7 separate regions of the Mus musculus genome follow, and regions 1, 2, 3, 4, 6 and 7 are each linked to region 5. The links are chromatin contacts, called in public HiChIP or PLAC-seq and promoter capture Hi-C maps. All regions are on one chromosome and are shown on one strand. The core of a region is the stretch at or near the end of the contact, and the rest is flanking DNA. Distances in the headings are between cores, read along the strand shown. Region 1 holds the start of Slc46a1 (solute carrier family 46, member 1). Region 2 holds the start of Pigs (phosphatidylinositol glycan anchor biosynthesis, class S). Region 3 overlaps Nlk (nemo like kinase). Region 4 holds the start of Utp6 (UTP6 small subunit processome component). Region 5 holds the start of Ksr1 (kinase suppressor of ras 1). Region 6 holds the start of Poldip2 (polymerase (DNA-directed), delta interacting protein 2). Region 7 holds the start of Ift20 (intraflagellar transport 20).

Region 1 (2,735 bases), core at 20-2,519, 680 kb after region 5:
CAAAATGCACAGTAACCACCACGAATATGGCCAAAGAGTACAGGGCTAGATGCATCCTGGACTTTTCTGGGGCTGGAACCACATATAGCCGGGCAATGGATCGATGATGGCGGAGCGTGAAAAGCCTGGTGGACTTTGGCTCCTTCACCGTCTCACCAAAACAAAATGCTGCGTATAGAGCCATGACAATCAGCAGGGCCAAAGCCAGCCAGAAGGGGTTGGCATAACCCTGGGCCCGGAGCCAGTGACCCCCGAGAAGGCTTGCCAGGGTCCCGGCCACACCAATGCATGCTTCCAGCAGAGCCATCCGGAAGGTGCGACTGTGGTTAGAGCTAACATCTGCCACAGAGGCAAAGCTAGCAGCAAGGAGGCCGTTGAAGTCTCCCAGAAGGGCACAAAGAGCTCGGCCAAGCACGAAGAACCCGACGTGCAGTTCTAGCTGCACCACAAAGATGGACACCACGGCCTGGAGCAGCAGACCAAGAGAGGCCAGCACCAGCAATGGGCGGCGACCCACGCGGTCACTCCAGGCTCCCAGCAGGGTGGACCAGAAGAGTCCCACCAGGAAGCCTCCCACGTTCATGTAGAGGGTCCAGTGAGATGTCAGGGTCTCCACTTCCTGTAAAGACACAATCACTAGTGCGCAGGACCTCACTTTGGTTAGCTACCATCACCATCCTGGGAGCTATAGCCTTGCTTTAGAGCCCTAAGCCTCTTGGAATGTTCCTTCAACTTGTAAAAACAGGCCCTGGAGAAGCATTCCCTCCGTCGCTACACTAGATAACTTTCCAAGCCAGGCTTTCTCTAGGTACACCTCCAGCACAAGGCAGCCAGCCAGGGCAGGCCCCCTTTGGTCTGACCCGCCCACCACGCCACGTGTGTCCCGTCCCCTCGGGGACCCCGTCTTCCACAGGCCCCGCCCCGTGCCGCGCTCCGTATTCACAGCTGCTCTGGTCCCTGCTACCTTCATGAGGGGATCCGCGCTTTGGTTCCCACAGTTCTCCCGGTGGCGGGTGCCATTGTAGCCGAGCTCCGTGCTGAACCGGTGCCAAAGGTACTGTGTGGTGAGCGGTCCCTGCAGAACCAGGGCAAAGTTGGCCAGGAAGACTAGGGGCTCCACGGGGCCGCGGAAAAGCACGGGAGCGTTGAGGAAACTGTGGGGCGAGCCCACGGAGCTCACGCGCCCCTCCATGCGCAAACACGGAGGGGCTAGCACCTCGGAACCAGCTGCGGGAGGCCTGGACCAGTCTGTGCTGTCTGCGCCTGCGCCGGCTTCGGGTGCTTCTGTTAAAAGTCTAGAGGGGCGGAGCGTGAGACAGTCTCAAAAGCTTTGGTCCGCTGAACTCTGGGCTGGGTGTCGTCCAAACAATCCCTGTGGTGTGTCCTCACTTCAGGCAACGCAAAGATACTACCGTGCTGCAGCCCTCCTTCCTGGGCGTCGGAACACTCAAAAGAATAATCACTATATCAATAACTAACATTTATTGACAACGTAACTTTGTTCTGGGGCCAGGAATTCTGAATATATTATCTCGTGGCAACCTTATAGATTAGTCACTTAATGATCCGAATCCAGAGATGTGGAAGTAAGGTCGAAAGGCACGCAGGATTAGCGCACAAGACTGGATATGCCAGCTGCGTGGCATCTGCCTCTCGGCACATGTGCATCTGTGTAAGAACAGCCAGAGCCTGGTGGGCCACACTGGAGTACTTGTGCTCTGCCACTGATCCGTTGACCTTGCCTTCACTTGGAAGAAAATCTTAGTGAAGGCAGGACCTAGTGGCATGTGCTTTTAATCCCAGCACACCAGAGGTGAGGCCAGTTTGGTCTAAGCAATACTAGGCTAACCAAGGCTTGATGTTCTGTCCAAAACAAACAAACAAACAAACAAACCAAGAAAGAAAGAATGCCGAGCATGGTGATGCATGCCTTTAATCCCAGCAATTGGAAGGCAGAAGCAGGCAGATTTCTGAGTTCGAGGCCAGCCTGGTTTACAAAGTGAGTTCCAGGACAGTCAGGGCTACACAGAGAAACCCTGTCTCGAAGAAACCAAAAGAAAAAAGAAAAGAGAGAGAGAGAGAGAGAGAGAGAGAGAGAGAGAGGAAGTATTGGAAAATGACAATGAGATTTGGTACACTGAAAGTATTATTTTATATACATACTTTCAGACCAGGCTAACCTCAGACTCATAGAGATTCCCCTGCCTCAGGCTTCTGGATGCTGTTGCTATTAGACCTAATCGCTGTTGGCTATCATTAATGACTAATAGGTTGTCCCTTGCCCCTGTTCCTGTCCTAGGAGCCTTTCCTGGAGCTAGTGTCACATCAAGGACTGGGATCTGATTCTGCAGTTCTCTTAGAGGGTGGAGTAGAGACAAGAGGAGCCTGAGACTGGAGGCCCCTGGGTGTGGGCCTGTGCTCTTCAGTGCCCCTGTTGTAGGAACTGAGCTGGAGAACAGACATCTGCACTGTTGCTGAGCAGCTCAGACTTCCTGTCTGTCTGTCTGTCTGTCTGTCTGTCTGGGCTTCTGTTTTATTGCCTGTGAAAAAGGAGTGCCCTTACTTGGTGCCGTGGAGATCTGAACACAACACTGAAGCAAACAGATGAAGCCCCCCACCAGGCACCACAGCTTCTAGATTGGTGGGGAGAGAGAAAGAGCAGGATGTAAATAGTGTAGAATCCGACCATGGCAGAGGGTTTGAGGGTAGGAATAGAGGCGTCTCATGCTCATGTG
Region 2 (2,700 bases), core at 29-2,528, 820 kb after region 5:
AACATCTTTAAAATATTACCAATTTATTATTCACCCTCAAGTTCTTGGTACCTAACAAAGTGCCTAACAATACAGTGTGTGATGTTAAAATGACAAAGGTCTGAATACACATCCGATGTAACTTCAAACTCCCGTTTTCTTTCAGCTACAACCTGCTTTCCCTATGCACTGATGGGTATCAATTGCTAAGGATAAGGTGGCATAATTTACCGTATGACATAAATCACTGTCATAAGGACAGGCACTGTACTTTAGACTAACACAAACCCCCAAGTGAACATTCCAAAGGAGATCTCTTTTCTTAGGATTTGGGGGAAGCAGGCGGATGGCTCTTGATACCAAGCCTGATGACCTGAGTTGGATCCCCAAGACCAGGACCCATATGGTGGGAGGAGAAATGACTTTCGCAAGTGATCCTCTGACCTCCACAAGATGCTCCACAGCACAGACATCCACACAAACATACATGTGCGCGCGCACACTAAGTAAATGTAATAAAACATTTTAAAGTAAGTTATGAGTCGCCCTCGCCCCTCCTATGCATTCCAACTCTGGGTTTTGGGCCTGGCTCAGATGGAAAAAGCAGCCCTGACACCTCTTCATGGGAACTCACATTTCAGAGGGATCTCTCGCTCATGCACAACGGTGAAAGGTAGCTTCTCTTGGTCGTCCAGGGGCACAGAGTCCCGAGTAAACACAACTGTGACTGGCACCATGAGCCGGAGCTGCGCGAGGGATGAGGGGCATCGGGGTCTTTAGCAATGTCTGCACCTTACAGCTGGGCTGCCCCCCGGTCCCCCAGCCCCGGTTCTCCCCACCCAGTCTCACCAGCAGAGCATTCAGCCCACTGATGTCTGAGTAAGGCAATGGGGCCCGGTAAGTCTCCGTCGTCTTCCACCAGAGCGGCAGTCCCAGAAGGATGGCCACCGCGGCGAAGAAAAGCGCGGAACGCTTGCCCCGGACCACCTCTGAGGGCACAGAGGGCCGACTAAGACGCGGGAACTAGGGTGCGATGCCCGCCACACCGGGATCGTGGAGGAGTGCGGGCGGCCGGGAACCCCGAGCAAGCCGCTCCCGCGTGGCGGACCCCCAACCCCAGGCTGGAGGGAGCTGTCAGGCTTCTCGCGCCCCACCCACACATTCTGCCCGCGAGACCTCCCCACTGCGCCCTCCACCTGAAATCCACCGCACCTAGGTCCGTGGCCGCAGCTCCTGCGGCCGCCATGGTCCCTTCCGGCTGCCCAGGTCGCCGATGGGGCGGGGCCTCATGAGCTTTCTCCAATCGGAAACTCCAGAATGAGGGGGCGGGACCACGGTGCGCGACCGCTGCCAATCACGAGCAACACTGCTGACGCACGCCAGTGCGCAGGCGGAGCCCGTGAGAGGGTACGCGCTCGGCTACACTTTCAATCTGACCCTGGCTTTTCATTGAGTGCACCTGGTACTGTTTAGCTCTACAACGCCAGTTTAGAGAAGGCGATAATCTCCATGTAGCCCAGGCTGGCCTCGGACTCTGGGCCCTCTCCAATGCAGGGGATTACATGCACCACCACGTTCAGCGGAAGGGGAATATTTACTTAAATGAAGTCGAGCTTATCAAGAACCTGACTCCCGAAAAGTTTTCTAATGTCATTTCTTTTTTTTTTTTTTCTTCTTTTAAAGATTTATTTATTTATTATATGTGAGTACACTGTAGCTGTCTTCAGACGTACCAGAAGAGGGCATCAGATCTCTGTTACAGGTGGTTGTGAGCCACCATGTGGTTGCTGGGATTTGAACTTCGGACCTTTGGAAGAGCAGTCGGGTGCTCTTACCCCCTGCGCCATCTCACCAGCCCCTAATGTCATTTCTAACATAGGTCTTTTCTTCAGAGCACCAGCTCTTCAAAGCTTAAAGATAAAACTGACAAAACGGTAACTTTTTAGCATGGTTGGCTACTATGTGATTAATTTTATTTTAGTTAATGTTGAGACAGATCTCCCTATACGATCCAGAGGGTTAAAGTGATCCTGTCCCTAATGTCTGATACCTCAGCCTCCCAACTAGCCGAGACTATAGACTAGGATTTAAAAATCGATTCCAATTCGAGCGATTGAGGATGCTTCATTGAAAAATTCCTGAGCACAGCCTCTATATAGTAATGCCTGCTGTTCGAATCCTAAATAGCCTCTCAGCCTCTCTTTGAAGCCTGTTTCCTCCTATGAAAAGTACAATGGTACCTACTTTACAGAGCTGTGTTAATGCATATAATAATGGTTAGAAGAACAGTGCCTGGCAGAAGCATATGGAAATTGCTGAGTTAGCTGCTTTGATTATAAGGTCAGGCCACACAGAGCAGAACATCAATGACTTTTCCAGTGCACATCTGTCTAGTGTCACCCTACCTCACACTCTAGCCCAGGGGTAATCATTCACCACAAAGCCCTATCAGTTCTAACAAGTCCAGAACCCTCCGATGAATCCCTTCTCTACATGGAAGTGGGTCATAGCCCTTGGCAAGCTTCTAGACACTCAGCTCTGTAGCCCCGAGGCTTGGAAGGTTTCCTTATTGGAAAAGACCTAAGTGCACATTCTTCAGAGATGGAGGAGAACTGGCCCACTCTGATCCCTGCTTGTCCCCTTTGAGCCTTGCACAAAATGGAGTTTCTCATCCTGCTGGATCCTTTAATGTGTCAGTCCCTGGAAGACCTGTACCCTCCT
Region 3 (2,830 bases), core at 302-2,801, 570 kb after region 5:
AACCATCCTCTGCTCTTCTTCCCTTGGCAAAGGCAGCCCTCAGCTTGCAGAAGCCTCCAGGTGTGTTGGAAATGGCATCCTTCTCCAGATTGGTCTTGTATGTCTCCTAATACAATCTGTTACTCTCCAGCAGCCCCTGGTTGGTTCTTGAGCAGATGGTCTCGATGAGGAAGCCCTCAATCTGTCCCCAGGCCCTTCCCAGAGGCTTTCAGTGCAAAAGCATCGTACTGGGCAGGTGTCTTCAATAGGCCTGAAATCTGTCTCCAGGTAGCCAGATAAGACTGACTTCAGCACGGATAGGTGAAGGCAATGTCCTGTTCCTGCACATTGCTGTGGTTAGTCAGAATGTTGACGATGCTGACCTCAACCATTCGTTTGGTCTTGACACCATCTCAAGGTTCAGAGCATCCCTCTTGGCATCAAATTTGGTGTAGGCTTTAACTGACCCACAGGCACTTGTGGGTATGGAGTGATCACCCTCTAAGCTGAGCTTGCACAGGGTTCTCTGAACAATAGACATTAAAAAAATAAAGTAAAATCTGGCCCAGGCACCTAGCACTGAGAGTTGACTCCAGAAACAAAATGAAGTTTCTTGGCCAAGCGTAGAGATGCTCATCTGTAATCTCAGCACTCCAGAGACAGAGGCAGGAGAGTTTGTAGACACAACAGGCTAAACATTAATGAATGGCCAGCTTTCTTATTCTAAATAATAAAGTCAGGAAAGAGGGGGAAAGGGTTGGCTGTGTTGGCCTGGTCATTCTATTGCCTGTCTCTGGTGGGGTTTAAACTATGAATCTATCCTGGGGCCAGGCTTGGTCCTCAAAAAATAATGTTACTCAGTTGGCTAAGTATGAGTGAGGTGCCTGTCTGTGAAACTGGTAGAAGAAAATCCAGCCAAGCAAACCACAAGGCTTGAGAGTGGAAGAATGGTTCACTGTAAGTCAGGGGTTCCGGGCAGGCAAAGCTCTGCATAGTATTTTTATTATATTGTGTTTTTTATAACTTAGACTCTTAGCTGTAGGAAAGCTTAGCTTAGTAAAGCAGTCCTGTCTCCTGCAGGGACCGTGTCTGACCTTCAGCAGACTCAGGGTAATTGAGAGTTTGTTCAGGAAGAGTTTTCCTTTGTGTGACCCCAGAGTGCATCCTGCTATCTACCCAGTGTGCAGCTAATGCACTGGCTAAACCACATGCCCTTTGCTGCCAGCTAAAATCTAAACCTCTTGATAGTTGGATGGGAACTAAAGGAACACCCTCCCAAGACGCTCCTTCAGCCAGGCACGGCCACCTAGAGAGAGCACTCATGACTTAGCACTTAGAACCTCACACCCAACTTACTTCCTACATTTGATGTCCATAACTCTGCATGAGGTCAAATTTTTAGTGTCTTTTTTCCATCTTTAAGCATGTTTGTTCTTCCCTTCTTATCAAAGCCATCTGATTTATTGGATCACTTTTCATTTGTCAAGACTTTTTGTCCTCTGCCCTACTGTGCTGTTGATGTACTCTGGCCAGATAAAGTCAGTGAGAGTTCCCTTTTGAAGCTTGATGAGTGTGGCGAAACTCATTCCCTTTGAGGTTTTTGTTTGTTTGTTTTTGGAGCTGGTGTGAGACACAGTCTTACGGTGTAGCCCTGATTGGCCTGACACTAAGTAAACCAAGCTAGCCTTGAATTCACAGAGATCTACCTGCCTCTCTCTCCTGAATGCTGAGATTAAGTCATGCCACACCACACCCAGCTCACATCTTTTTGAACTGGCTTGCTACAAATTAACTGTATTACATATATAATACATAAGGCTTAACTATCTGAATTTTCTGCTCTCTTACAGCCATCTCTTCCTGTGCTCTACACCCTCTCCAGCCAGGCCACACATGAAGCTGTTCACCTGCTTTGCAGGATGTTGGTCTTTGATCCAGTAAGTACTGCTAACTTTTATGTGTTGTTATTTCTGTTACTTTGTGTGTTTGAATATTGTGCCTGCCTGTTTATCTGTGTACCGCATGTGTGCCTGGTGCTCTCAAAGGTCAGACGAGGGCATCAGATTCGGGCAGGCAAAGCACTGCATAGGATTTTTACAGTTGAATTGGAGTTACAGATGGTGTGAGCCACCATGTTGGTGCCAGAATCTAAATCTTGGTCCTCTGCTAGAGCCACAAGAATTCTGCACTGCCAAGCCAGTGCTACAGTGTTATGTTTAAAAAACAGAAAATATTTTTATGTTTATTAAATAAATTTTAAAATACTACTCTAAGAGAAGCATTCTGGCTTCTTTTTTTTTTTTTTCTTTTTTTTAATAAATCTTTTTTTTTTTCTTTTTTTTTTTTTTATTATTTATTTATTATATGTAAGTACACTGTAGCTGTCTTCAGACACTCCAGAAGAGGGCATCAGATCTCATTACGGGTGGTTGTGAGCCACCATGTGGTTGCTGGGATTTGAACTTCGGACCTTCGGAAGAGCAGTCGGGTGCTCTTACCCACTGAGCCATCTCACCAGCCCAAGCATTCTGGCTTTAACTAGACTAGCAGAGTCAGTAGTGACTGGAAATAACAGATTGCAGCTCTTATTTGTGTTCCCATGTTATCTCATCCTGTGGATGTTTGAGTTTTGACATTTTAGACTTAAGCAGAGCTTATATGAAGAGCTAGGAGACATTGCCATTCTTATAATCTTGTTATCTGTAAAAGGGTTTGACAACAAGTTAAACCAAGAGGAAATTTTTTTTATTGTTTGAAAATCATTGTGTGGCGTATGGGATGTCTCCTCTCTGGACTGAGAGTGTAGCTTCTCTGAACCTCTTTCTGGACTTGATTGTTCTGGACTTGTACA
Region 4 (2,700 bases), core at 130-2,629, 820 kb before region 5:
ATTACAATCTGTCAGGCTTGTTGACTTCCTTGAACTTAAAGAAACGTTATAAATGCCTTACACTTGCGCATTTATTTGTTGATTTTTTTTTTTATTATTACAAGCTTCCTGCCCACACTGGACTTGCTGTTCACAGTCATCCCCATTCTGACTAATAACAACAAGTCCTGCGTTACTATTACAAGGAAACTGCATCTTTAATTTACATACATGATTTCCTTCCATGTCTCAGATCTTAGATCTGAAAGGGCTGGGAAGTGATGAAGCTCACATTGACCTTTGTGTCAGTTCTGAGGCCAGTGGGACAAGATGTGAAACAGAAAGGGAAGGAAAGCAAGGAGCTGGGTGGCTCTGGGTGACTATGAAGTCTAGTTCCCTCTCATAAATCACGTAGAAGACCGGGGTAACGACGTGAGTGTTCTAATAACAGGTCTAGCAAGAAGCCCTGCTTTGGCTTTTTATCATCTTCCAGAACTTAACAGAGAAGGGAACCACAGATTTTTTTTTTAAGGTGGTAGTAATTATACAGCAATGTTGCTTCCAAGGTGGATCTCTTAGAAACACTAATTTGCTTGGACAATGTTGTAAGGAAGATCTGTGTAAATATTGATCTATTTCACCAACTTTCAAACTTTTCATTGTTTTCTAAAACAAATGACAGTTTCTGCTATTTATCCAGTGCCTAAAATTTTGAAGTATTTTGTCTACATAGGTCAAGATATTTATTTTTAATTTAAAAACCGTGTGTGTATTCACGTGGGCGGGCACACGCGCCATAGAACGCGTGTTGAGATCAGAGGATAATTTGCAGGAGTCAGTGCTCTCCTTCTACCGAATTTAGGTTGCCAGGCTAGGTAGCACGATGGCCCTAATTATTTAAATAATACATTTTTTCTCACCATTTTAAAAAGAACCAACCATTCAGAGGCTTTCATTGGGACGTGAAAATGCACGGTTACCATACTGGTTTCGTGAAGCCAGCCGACTAAGACCAGGGCAGCTGGTCCGCAGCCTTAGAGCCTCATCGAATTTGCATAATTAACAATATCGTCTTCAGTTACATTTTTTAGTTTTCAGTGTTCTCGGTGACGAGAAGCGAGAACCTGCGACAGGAGCATGATAAAAACAAATGACTTCCAGGTAGCGTACTTAAAGCTCCTATCAGGTATTCCGGGAGGAGCTTTTTCCGGTCTCCGAGGCGCGAGGATTTAGCCCCGCCCCCAGCCCCGCCCCCGCAAAAGATGCATTCCCAGACCGGAAAAGGTTCTTGCTGCAATCCTATAGTCAACCACAGGGAGGCGACAGCGGCTTCGCTAGAAAAGAGGGGCTCCCCAATGGCGGAAGCGGAAAAGGCGGGACTTACGAAGCACGTTCAGTCAATCACTAAGAGTGAGGCTGAAAGGTGGCTGTTCTCTACGCTTATCGGCCGCCCGGCTGCTTGTGAAGTTCCAGCCTCATGGCGGAGATAATTCAGGAACGTATAGAAGATCGAATCCCGGAGTTGGAACAGCTGGAGCGCATCGGACTCTTCAGTCACGCGGAGATTAAGTGAGAGAGGATCAGGGAAGAGGAAGGAGCGGGGAGGCCGGAGGGGAGCTTGAGGCCAGTGTGTGGCGGGGACCGGCGTGCTGACTTTTCTGAGTTTGTTTGTAGCTACCATGCTAGCAGAGGGAAAAGTCCGTGGCTGGAATTTGACCACGGTCAGAATTCAACTTTAACGTATTGCAATGCGATCCATAATCAGTCCGTTTACCCTTCCTACTGACCGTCATCCAATGGTCAGGGTCTTGCGGCCGTAAAGGTGATCCAGCCAGGATCCTAGCCCGTCAAGGATACTGGGCAGTGTGAATGGCGGGAGAATTCCGATTAGAAAATGGTTATAGTTTAAAAGTTTGGGGTATACAGCTTTAGATAGTCGAGTACAGCGCCACGGAAGCCCAGGGGGAGTGGGTAGGTCTCCCTAACTAAACTTATAGACTGAAGACCATTCAATTCATTTCCTATGCTTCTTTAGCGCTCTGCCACAGGGCACGGAATATAGTTGGCATTTGGTAATTTGGTAAAATCAGTTACTTTTAGTGATTTTCTGTAACAGTTTACTTTTCTATGACTCTAGATAAAAGTGCAGTAGTAGTGTGAGTGTAGGATCCGCAAAGAAAAACGTTAGGAAACACCGCGAGGACGCTTAGAAAGTGCTAAATGTTGCCCGGAGTCAGGGCACCGGCCTTCAATCCCAGGACTTGGGAGGCAGAGGTGGGCGGATCCCTGTGAGTGCTACCTGTCTGGAAAAACAAGGGGGGCGCGGTGCTAAATGTGTTACCATTCTTAAATATTGTCTTGAGTATTCTGTTTTTCTTAGAACACATGTATGCTCACTCCTTTGTCGTAATATTTAGTTAGAGACAATTTAGGTTTTAAGAATTTACATGCTGAAAATAGACCCAAGATTTTAGGATAGAGATTTGGTTAACAAAAACCTAAGCATTGAAGCTAAGAGCATTGCAGAGTGCTTGCTTAGCATGCCAACGCCTTGAGTTTGATTCTAGAGAATGTATACATACACACACACACACACACACACACACCCCAAGACAAGCCCCTAAGTAGCCTAAATTTGGAGGAGAAATCTTTGTTAGTATGTATAAATAATAAAAAGCATTAGGCATTATTTACTTTGCTGGTGGGAACAGTAATGATCTT
Region 5 (2,836 bases), core at 317-2,816:
TGTTTTATGGGTCTGAGTGTTTTGCCTGCATGCATGTATGTGTAGCCATGTGACTACTTGGTGCTCACAGAGGTTAGAAGGCATCAGAATCCCTAGAACTGGAGTTACAAATGGCTGTGATCCATCACACGGATGCAGGGCACAGAACTCCTCATCCTTTGCAGGAGCGAGCGCTCCTAACTGCTGAGCTATCTGTCTAACCCAACACTGTTTTTGAGGCAAGACCTCACTATATATGTAGCCCAAGCTGGTCTTGAATTCACTATTTGACCAGATTGGTCTTGAACTCACAGAGATCCTCCTGCCTCTGCCTCTGGAGTGCTGGGATTAAAAGTGTGTACACTTGACTTCAGTTTTTACTTCTTTTTTCGAGACAGGGTTTCTCTGTGTAGCCCTGGCTGTCTTGGAACTTGCTCTGTAGACCAGGCTGGCCTGGAACTCACAGAGATTCTCCTGCCTCTGCTTCCAGAGTGCCACTGCCACCTGGCTCATTTTCACTTCATTTTTATTGCTAGAACATGTGAGGTGGACTGATGGGAGAGGAGAATGAGCAGGTGTGGTAAAGCTTAAATTAGGGCAGACTGGGAAACACCACTGCTAAGACCACTGACTGCTGAGGCTCAGGGTCTCATCTAGATAGTGTGAAGTTAGAAAGGAGCTAGCATGTATACTTGATCGCACATGCCAGCAGTTAATATGGGTGCTGTTAGAAACATAACTTTTTTAAAGAAACCCTCTAGACTAGATGGCTATGACTACCCTATTTGATGTGAAGGGGAAACTTGGGCACTCAGAGGAAAGCTATTTGTCCAAGTTCACATACTGGGTAGACCCAGGTTCTCTCTGGCTCGAAACTCTTAGAACTGTTCAACAAATTAATATTTTGCCCATGTGGCATCTACAGGGTATGGGGGGCACTAAATTTATTTTGTTGAGTAAATAGAACACAGAAGAAAGTCCTTTCTCCTTGCCTGCACAGTAACTTTGGTGTGACAATTCAGGGTCAAGCTCTATGTGAACACAAACACAGCCTCGTCGGGTGTTGTGAGATTTTGATGAAGGTGGGTGTTTCTTTTTCTTTTCTTTTGATAGTGTTGGGGAATCAAACCTAGGGCTTTGTGTTTGCCTGGCAAATGTTCTGCCGCTGAGCTACACTTTTAGCGCATTCCCATACATGGTAACCCCTAAACTCATACAAAAATTTTAGGACCCTCAATATCCTACAAGACAGGGGTTATCTGGGTCTGAGCCATCAGCCCCTTCCCCACCCCATTCGCCAGTCTCGGAAAGCTACTGATGTGTGTGCGCTTGCGTGTGTGAGAAGGGTGTAGTAGTGGGAGATGGGGGTAAAGGAATCAAACTCCCTAGACCACGACGCGCACGAATTGGAGCAGGCGCAGAGCAGCCCCTTCTAGACGTCAGGCGGGGCCGAAGTGCGGGCGGGGCCCCGAGGGCGCGGGCCAGAAAGCAGATGCGATGCGCGGACTACAAGTCCCAGAATGCGTCGCGGCCCCGATCCGGCCCCCGCTGTCGCTTAAAGGCTCCAACAACCACAGCCGTCGGGTAGTGGAGGCTTTCGCTTTGCCGCCGCGTCTGGGCGGGAGGAGGAGCGGACTGGGCAGCAGGCTTTCGGGACTGCAGGCTTAGGCGGCGCCAAGGGGCGCTCCTAGTGCAGCCTTCCTGGCTCGGGGCTTTCCTGCCGAGGCGCCCGTGTCCCCGGGCTCCTCGCCTCGGCCCCCAGCGGCCCCGATGCCGAGGCATGGATAGAGCGGCGTTGCGCGCGGCAGCGATGGGCGAGAAAAAGGAGGGCGGCGGCGGGGGCGCCGCGGCGGACGGGGGCGCAGGGGCCGCCGTCAGCCGGGCGCTGCAGCAGTGCGGCCAGCTGCAGAAGCTCATCGATATCTCCATCGGCAGTCTGCGCGGGCTGCGCACCAAGTGCTCAGTGTCTAACGACCTCACACAGCAGGAGATCCGGACCCTAGAGGTAAGGGGCCGTTGCGCCCCACGTCCGGACCCGGCGGTGGCCCGGGAGCCGCCCCACTGCTTTCCTTCCCGAGTTGCATCCTGCAGCGGGGTTGCTGGCTGGAGTCTTCCTCCCTTTCCCGAGCTCTCTGATGCGGCAGCGTGAGGACCTACGACCAGCTCTCACTTTGGAAGAATTTAGGGGAGGGGGGTGTTAGCGTGGAACTGGATCGAGTCTCGAAGACCAGCGTGCCGAGTAGGATGCACAGGGCACCCCACTGCAAACCCCTTTCCGCCTTCACCCTATTTCCAGTGCCCACAGTAGTCATTGTCCCACTGAATCACGCGCCGGTCTTTTCTCCGTGTGCTTTAAGTCCGGTAGCGTGGGCTGGGGCGATGTGGGGGACGTCCCTTGAAGTGTGAGCGTCGATCGATCGGTGGCACTGACTTTCCCCTCACTCCCCACTCTCCTTGTTGTCCGTTTCTTTCCTTTCCACCAGGTCTCTGCCGCTTTTCAAAAAGTGTTTGCTGAAACAGCATTTTTGCTGTTCAGGCGTTGGGGTGCTTGTCTTTGGAGATGTCACAGCGGTTCACTGCTTAAAATGAAATTACCCTTTGACTTCCCTACTCCACCCCAAACACTGAGCTTTGGCCTAGGAAGGATTATACTGGGGAAGGGAACCTTTGGTAAGAACAGGCTACTTAAGGGGGTTGCTGACAGAGATAACCTGGAGTGCAATGAGGAAACAAGATGTGTGAGCTCTCTTCTCTCAAATTATACAGTTGGGAAGTGCAGCATTAAAACGATTTGGAAGAACCAGCCAGAAAGGTGGTTGGCATTTCAGAAGGGGACGCTCCCCCACCCCCTTACACA
Region 6 (2,700 bases), core at 169-2,668, 630 kb after region 5:
TTTTGTGTGACTACTCCAAACTTACTTCCTTCTATCTTTACTTAGCATTTCCAAAGTCATTCTTATTCTTGCATATCCTGTTTCAATGCACACCTTCACCCACCCTCCGGGTCTTCCCCCCCCCCCACATGTTAACCATCCTTCCAACTTTGCATTTCAGTTCCTGGTATGCATGCCTTGAGTCCATTAAGGACCTGAGAGACATGCCTAGTGTGTAAGAGGTGCTCAAAAAGCATTTGTTCTGAGGCAAGCAGTTCTTCTGTCTCTACTTTTACCCACTGCTGCTTGGCAGTATACTCACTAAGCCTGGCATTTGCTACTTGGAAGAATTGTTCTGAACCAAAAATGGTTCCACACATCGGTAATCCCAGGGCTCTTAAGGCTAAGGCTGGAAAATAACAGGTTCTGGGCCCATCTGGCTACACAGCATGATTCTCCCAATCCTACACATTCAACTGTGCTGTAAATTCTAAGTCTTTACCCTGACCTCAGGACCTAGCATTTCTAGATTCTCAAAGGTACCCCACACAGTACACTTAGCACTGCCGTGTCTCCACCCAGTGTCTTTTCACATTTACTTGTCTTAAATAGCAAATACCTCCCTTAACCACTATCAGGTCATTTCCATCAACTTATCCTTTTAAATAGGATTAATTTTGCTATGGATCCATCAAAGCACTGTAATGTTACTTTGGAAATGTTAACTTCATAGCCAACTTTTCAATCCTGTCTGATCCCTACAAGGCTTTGTTTACACCGCCCCCCCCCCCCCGAGCCTCAACCCCTATTTCCCAAGTCACATGGGCAAAATCAGTCTCCCCAAGGTCACATGGAAACAGGACCCACAAAGGTAGACACTTAAATCGACTTGTTTCCCACAGAATAGCATATTTCTGAGAGTCACTGACCCAAAAGGGCCCGGGGATCCCTGTAGTTGTATTAAATGGCAGCCCACTCCAGGTGCCGGGGACCCCAGCCTGGGAGGCAGGATTCGCCTAAGAAGCGTTACTTGTTCTCCCTCGGAGCTGCCCTGCACTGCCAGGGCCCTGGGCAGTGCTCCCTTCTTTGCTCTTGGCACATGTCCCAAGCAGCCCGTGTCGGCTCTCTCCTCGGGACCCTTTCTCAGGTGGCACTCCGGCTGCCCAAACAGAGTCAGGCCTCCTGGCTTCCTTAGTAGCTAGGTAGAAAACGCTCCCTAGATTCTGGGCCCGGCTCCCTGGCCCCCTCTCTCCGTCCCTCACCGGGACGACAGATGCCTTCGGGTCGTCGCTGTGGCCACCGGCGGAAGGCCCCCTGCTCCACCGACCGCACACAGTGGCCTCGACCCTCGGGTCGTGGCCAGCGACCGAGACCACCAGCGGCTGCCCACTGCTAGGGCCCGTCGGGCCACACAACCAGCCATGTCCCGCCCGAGCGCCCGCTCGGCTGCTGACACAGGGCCCGACCCGCGGCGGGGCGCCGTCCCGCCCCCGCCCCACACTGCCCCGCGCCTAAGCCCCTCCCCTCGGGCCCGCCCCCCGCGGCCGCGTGGGCTCCTCCAGCTACATCCGGCGCCTGTGAGCGGAAGTCCGAGTTTGGGATCACCTGATCAGAGCGTGAGGCAGAAATGGCGTCTTCCTTGCTTGCCGGCGAACGACTGGTTCGCGCTTTGGGTCCTGGCGGAGAACTGGAACGGGAGCAGCTCCCCCGGAAGCTGCGTGCCCAGCTCGAGGCTGCTCTGGGAAAGAAACACGCGGGCAGTGATAATGCCACGGGACCCCGGCGCCTGGTTTCATTCCGTCTCATCCGAGATCTGCATCAGCACCTGAGAGAAAGAAGTGAGCGGTCCCCATTCAAGAGTCGCCGCGTTCTTTTCAGATCTAATCCCTTCTGAGGCGTATTTTCCCCCCATCACTCTCGAGTGCCTACCGAGTTCTCATATATCCAGTCCAAAAGCCTTCTCATAAACCCCAGGTTTACTACTTCCATCTTAACTTCCGTGAAAATTCTTAGTGTGTTACAAAACGTATTTTCAGATTTTGTTGAGTCCTCTTTTAGTGCCACCTAAGTCCATGTGAATTTTTTTAGGAAGTCGAGATTGTAGCCCAGTACTATCTGACAGGTTGAGTTTCTCCATTTGAGGGCCATATATCAATAGTGAGCATATCGTGTTTGGAAAAAGTGATTTTTTTTCCTTCCATCTCAAAGGTAAAGGTGCAAGCCCCAGTTTAGGGGTGAGGGTAGGGAAACGGTAACAACAACAAAAACTATTGAAAGATCTGGATTGAGTCGCATGTAGTTCTAGACATTGTAAAGAAGTCATTTCTCCTTTTCAGACCTATTTACTTATGTTAAGGTAGGGAATAGGGTAAACTGGCATGTAACTTACCTTGCCAGAGTTAACATATCCTGGCCAGAAGTGCAAAGGGTAGATGATCAACTATTTAGACTTAAGAGAATCTTAGAAAAAGATCCTCTAATACAGTGTCCGCTGAGTGTTTAGCATCACAACCCAATCCTGACTAGGACAGATCTATTATTTTCACAGAAATAACCTACCATTGGTAGTGGTGAGGTAGGGTTGGTAACGAAGACTGACAGTTAAAGTCCACTCTATGACACTAAAAAATACTTAGGTGGAATTGTCCTAAATCTTTCCTAGTTGAAAGTTATCTTGAGTAAAATGAAAAATAATTGAATAAACACAAGGAGAGAAAGAAA
Region 7 (2,700 bases), core at 78-2,577, 610 kb after region 5:
GGGGCGTCCTAAGGCTGGAAGATTTTGACACAAAGGGTCCTGGGATCAAAACAGCAAGAGGGAGCAAGGCTGGCAACCGGCTATAGCTGGATGAGTAAATGAACTTGGGTTTTGTTTTGTTTGTCGAGACAGGGTTTCTCTGTGTAGCCCTGGCTGTCCTGGAACTCACTTTTGTAGACCAGGCTGGCCTCGAACTCAGAAATCCACCTGCCTCTGCCTCCCAAGTGCTGGGATTAAAGGCATGCGCCACCACACCCAGCTGAACTTGGATTATTTTTTATAATGATAACCGCTAGCAGTGGATTTCGGCAGTGCTTATTGATCAGAGTTGGAAAGATCACTCACTGCCTTGGCCAAACAGAGGGAACAGGGAAGAGCAGAATAGAGGCGTCCTTTCCAAATTTCTCACTGTGAGCCAAGCATCTCTAAGCAGGCTGCCTGCAGGTAAGTGGCACTCTGATAATGTTTGCAGAATGAATGAATTCATGTGGAAACAGAAGGCTGTAACAGAAGAAAAGATTTGAAGCCGAACGGGAGTTCAGAGATCAGATGATGTCTGAATTGACAGAATTTAGTAATGCTTAATGCAGCACTTTGGAGAAAAGTGAAGAAAGGAGCCAAACACGATTGCCATGGATCTGGATTGGACCGAGAGTATGGCTGGAAAGGACAGTTTAAAGAGATGGGTAAGATAGATATGGTACATAGCGGGCTATCAGATCCCCAGCCCACCCCTAACTCCCACCACAAATATGCTCCAGGAACGTGGGATTGAGTTTCCTAAGCATGAAGGCTGTGCCTGGCTCTACGCTCCCTGGCTCTCCCAGGTCCGCAGGCACAACAAATAGTTGTAGCTGTGGAGTTTGGAGAAGGCGTAGACACAGGAAGAACTGGGCAAATGGCGCGGCTGTCTTTACTAAATTATACTCCTGCAATGTCCGAACCTCGGTTCACCGGTGACATCGAGGGAGCCAGGCTGAGCTGAGTGTAAACCCGATCCCTAAAAACTCCGAGGTAGGGAAACCGCCGCTTTCCACCCGGTCCAGCCAATCCTCGGCGCTGGGTCACGTCGGCCTCCTCCCGTCCCAAGTCCTCCACGTCCCCGACCTACCTGACGAGCCGCCTCGGCAGCGCTCTGCGGCCCTGACGACTGTCGGTAGAAGCTTCTCTCCGGCAACTGCAACCGGCTGCTGCCACGGAGACAAGATCTAGGAGCCACACGTCACCCCCGAGTCCAGAAGCACCAGCATCCGCCCACCCTGCGGTGCTTGCTGGGAAATAGATGCAACACGCGATAACTGCCCACTAGGCCCAGAAGCCTTTGCTCAGGGGGCGGGGACTACGACACGGGAAGTAGATTTGTTCCCGAACCCGGAAGTAGAAGGAAGTCAAACGTCAAGTTTTCGACCCACTGCTAGCTCGCGCGCTGTGCATGCCGGGTCTTGTAGTCTCTTTCCCGATCTGTAGGGTTGGGCTGTAACTCCGGAGTCGGCGGGCGCAGGATGTGAGCTCACAGCCGAGATTGCAGGCAGCCGCAGGCCAGAGGTGGCACCGAGTCCGCTTGCTACTTGACTGAGACTCGGAGAGGCGTCCCCGCGGACGGTGAGAGCCAGAGGTGCGGGTGCAGAGGGGAAGGACAGGCTCTGCTGAGTCCTGGGCAAAAGGCACGGGATGGCGCGCGGGGATGAAGTTCAGGTCTTTTCTGGGGATGGGAGGCACCACGGATCTCAGTTTTTCAGAAGAGGAGGGGTGTGGCGGGAGAGCAGCCTACACTGCAACGAGAGACATGGGATGTTTCTCCATTTCCACTGGAGAGCCTTTGGGTGAAACATAAGAGCCGCTTCCACGATTTCTGACCTTTCTTGCCAAAATCAGCCTTCCCACCTCGCCGTACCTCGTGTCCTTCCTTTAGAACCCCAAGTCTTTGAACTACCGTGATCGTTTGCGCTTTGTTCTGCTTGGCTTCGCATTAGGTTCCCATAGAGACACGTGTATGTTCCCCAGCCCCAGGATTACCCCTCTATCCACAGGCGAAGTCCTGAGGAAAGAGCCCTGAAACTATCAGTGGAAACTTCATCCTCTCAGAAATTTCTTTCTAGGGCGTCACCTGCCATTGGACTCTTGGACCTAATTGGTCTGGGTGGAATCTGGTCTGACGTCATCTAGGACTCAAAGTAGCTCTTAGGAGGAAAAGAATAGATTAGCTCCGGATTTGACTTCCTCAGTTGGCAAGCCTAGTCACTTGGGTTTCTTTGATTTGGCAGAACGTGTTTATGTGCTTCCTTGATTCTGGGGAAATGGGACTGCACACAAAGTATGTGAGGAACTTGCTAAAACTTGTTGAGGAGTTGATTTTTTTCCCGCTTTGAGGTAAGGCGGTCAGTCGCTCACCAGTCTAGCATTGTAGTGTTACTGTCAGACTCCCGGAGCTCGTTTCCTCCATGTTCCATCACTGAAAGCAATTAAGCCATCAAAAGGATATGCTACTTAATATAGCACCAATATAGACCTTCCTGAAAGCCCCCCACTCCCGACCATTCCAAGGACATACTGAAATCTCTTCAGGGTCAGTTTTAGTTTAGCAAGCTGATGTATATACTTAATTCTTGTTTGAGGACCAGTGTTGTGGGTTTTACCTGTAAAACATGAGGAATAACAGGAAACGACTGAGTGTTCCGGTATTAAAGAGGTTGGTTCCAC

What was found. Promoter capture Hi-C pulls out the DNA fragments that hold promoters and counts their contacts. HiChIP or PLAC-seq counts read pairs in DNA pulled down with a chosen protein or histone mark.
Region 1: a contact with region 5 is called in a promoter capture Hi-C map of embryonic stem cells, with 2.8 times the contacts expected there. The contact joins the promoter of Slc46a1 here to the promoter of Ksr1 in region 5. A contact is called at or near these places in 2 of 39 promoter capture datasets (embryonic stem cells and pre-B cells).
Region 2: a contact with region 5 is called in an H3K4me3 HiChIP or PLAC-seq map of embryonic forebrain, with 2.8 times the contacts expected there. The contact joins the promoter of Pigs here to the promoter of Ksr1 in region 5. A contact is called at or near these places in 2 of 115 datasets of contacts at active chromatin or transcription factors (embryonic forebrain and pancreatic cancer cells) and 1 of 9 other capture datasets (adipose tissue).
Region 3: a promoter capture Hi-C map of liver shows a contact between it and region 5, with 2.4 times the contacts expected there. The contact joins the enhancer-like site here to the promoter of Ksr1 in region 5. A contact is called at or near these places in 4 of 39 promoter capture datasets (the C10 cell line, hippocampal neurons and liver) and 4 of 115 datasets of contacts at active chromatin or transcription factors (craniofacial prominence, embryonic midbrain, embryonic stem cells and 1 more).
Region 4: a promoter capture Hi-C map of pre-B cells shows a contact between it and region 5, with 3 times the contacts expected there. The contact joins the promoter of Utp6 here to the promoter of Ksr1 in region 5. A contact is called at or near these places in 3 of 39 promoter capture datasets (liver and pre-B cells), 1 of 484 Hi-C or Micro-C datasets (CD4 T cells) and 1 of 115 datasets of contacts at active chromatin or transcription factors (pro-B cells).
Region 6: an H3K4me3 HiChIP or PLAC-seq map of embryonic forebrain shows a contact between it and region 5, with 2.6 times the contacts expected there. The contact joins the promoter of Poldip2 here to the promoter of Ksr1 in region 5. A contact is called at or near these places in 3 of 39 promoter capture datasets (hippocampal neurons, liver and pre-B cells), 4 of 115 datasets of contacts at active chromatin or transcription factors (astrocytes, bone marrow-derived macrophages, embryonic basal ganglia and 1 more) and 1 of 9 other capture datasets (liver).
Region 7: a promoter capture Hi-C map of pre-B cells shows a contact between it and region 5, with 3 times the contacts expected there. The contact joins the promoter of Ift20 here to the promoter of Ksr1 in region 5. A contact is called at or near these places in 7 of 39 promoter capture datasets (cranial neural crest, embryonic stem cells, hematopoietic stem and progenitor cells and 4 more), 3 of 484 Hi-C or Micro-C datasets (CD4 T cells, embryonic stem cells and uterus), 9 of 115 datasets of contacts at active chromatin or transcription factors (astrocytes, embryonic basal ganglia, embryonic forebrain and 5 more) and 1 of 9 other capture datasets (liver).

Annotation. Positions count from the first base shown.
Region 1 is chr11:78,464,235-78,466,969 of GRCm38.p6, reverse strand. It overlaps Slc46a1 (solute carrier family 46, member 1), which reads right to left and starts at 1,269. Exons shown (of 5, transcript NM_026740.2): 1 at 965-1,269; 2 at 1-619. The coding sequence starts at 1,192.
Region 2 is chr11:78,327,000-78,329,699 of GRCm38.p6, reverse strand. It overlaps Pigs (phosphatidylinositol glycan anchor biosynthesis, class S), which reads right to left and starts at 1,278. Exons shown (of 12, transcript NM_201406.1): 1 at 1,192-1,278; 2 at 829-968; 3 at 614-725. The coding sequence starts at 1,225. It overlaps Aldoc (aldolase C, fructose-bisphosphate), which reads right to left. Exons shown (of 9, transcript NM_001303423.1): 9 at 1,919-2,700.
Region 3 is chr11:78,573,927-78,576,756 of GRCm38.p6, reverse strand. Nlk (nemo like kinase) reads left to right here. Exons shown (of 11, transcript NM_008702.3): 8 at 1,830-1,916. It also overlaps the pseudogene Gm17235. Among named protein-coding and RNA genes, the nearest start is that of Tmem97, 25 kb to the right of the region's middle. Within about 2 kb of position 1,551, at least 8 of the 459 cell types and tissues checked have an H3K27ac peak or open chromatin away from gene starts, as enhancers often do. A contact at or near this core is called in liver, where this site is marked.
Region 4 is chr11:79,961,066-79,963,765 of GRCm38.p6, reverse strand. It overlaps Utp6 (UTP6 small subunit processome component), which reads left to right and starts at 1,379. Exons shown (of 19, transcript NM_144826.3): 1 at 1,379-1,548. The coding sequence starts at 1,457.
Region 5 is chr11:79,145,203-79,148,038 of GRCm38.p6, reverse strand. It overlaps Ksr1 (kinase suppressor of ras 1), which reads left to right and starts at 1,566. Exons shown (of 19, transcript NM_013571.3): 1 at 1,566-1,984. The coding sequence starts at 1,760.
Region 6 is chr11:78,511,014-78,513,713 of GRCm38.p6, reverse strand. It overlaps Poldip2 (polymerase (DNA-directed), delta interacting protein 2), which reads right to left and starts at 1,418. Exons shown (of 11, transcript NM_026389.3): 1 at 1,242-1,418. The coding sequence starts at 1,402. It overlaps Tmem199 (transmembrane protein 199), which reads left to right and starts at 1,546. Exons shown (of 6, transcript NM_199199.3): 1 at 1,546-1,817. The coding sequence starts at 1,607.
Region 7 is chr11:78,534,988-78,537,687 of GRCm38.p6, reverse strand. It overlaps Ift20 (intraflagellar transport 20), which reads right to left and starts at 1,327. Exons shown (of 6, transcript NM_018854.5): 1 at 1,112-1,327. It overlaps Tnfaip1 (tumor necrosis factor, alpha-induced protein 1 (endothelial)), which reads left to right and starts at 1,428. Exons shown (of 7, transcript NM_001159392.1): 1 at 1,428-1,602.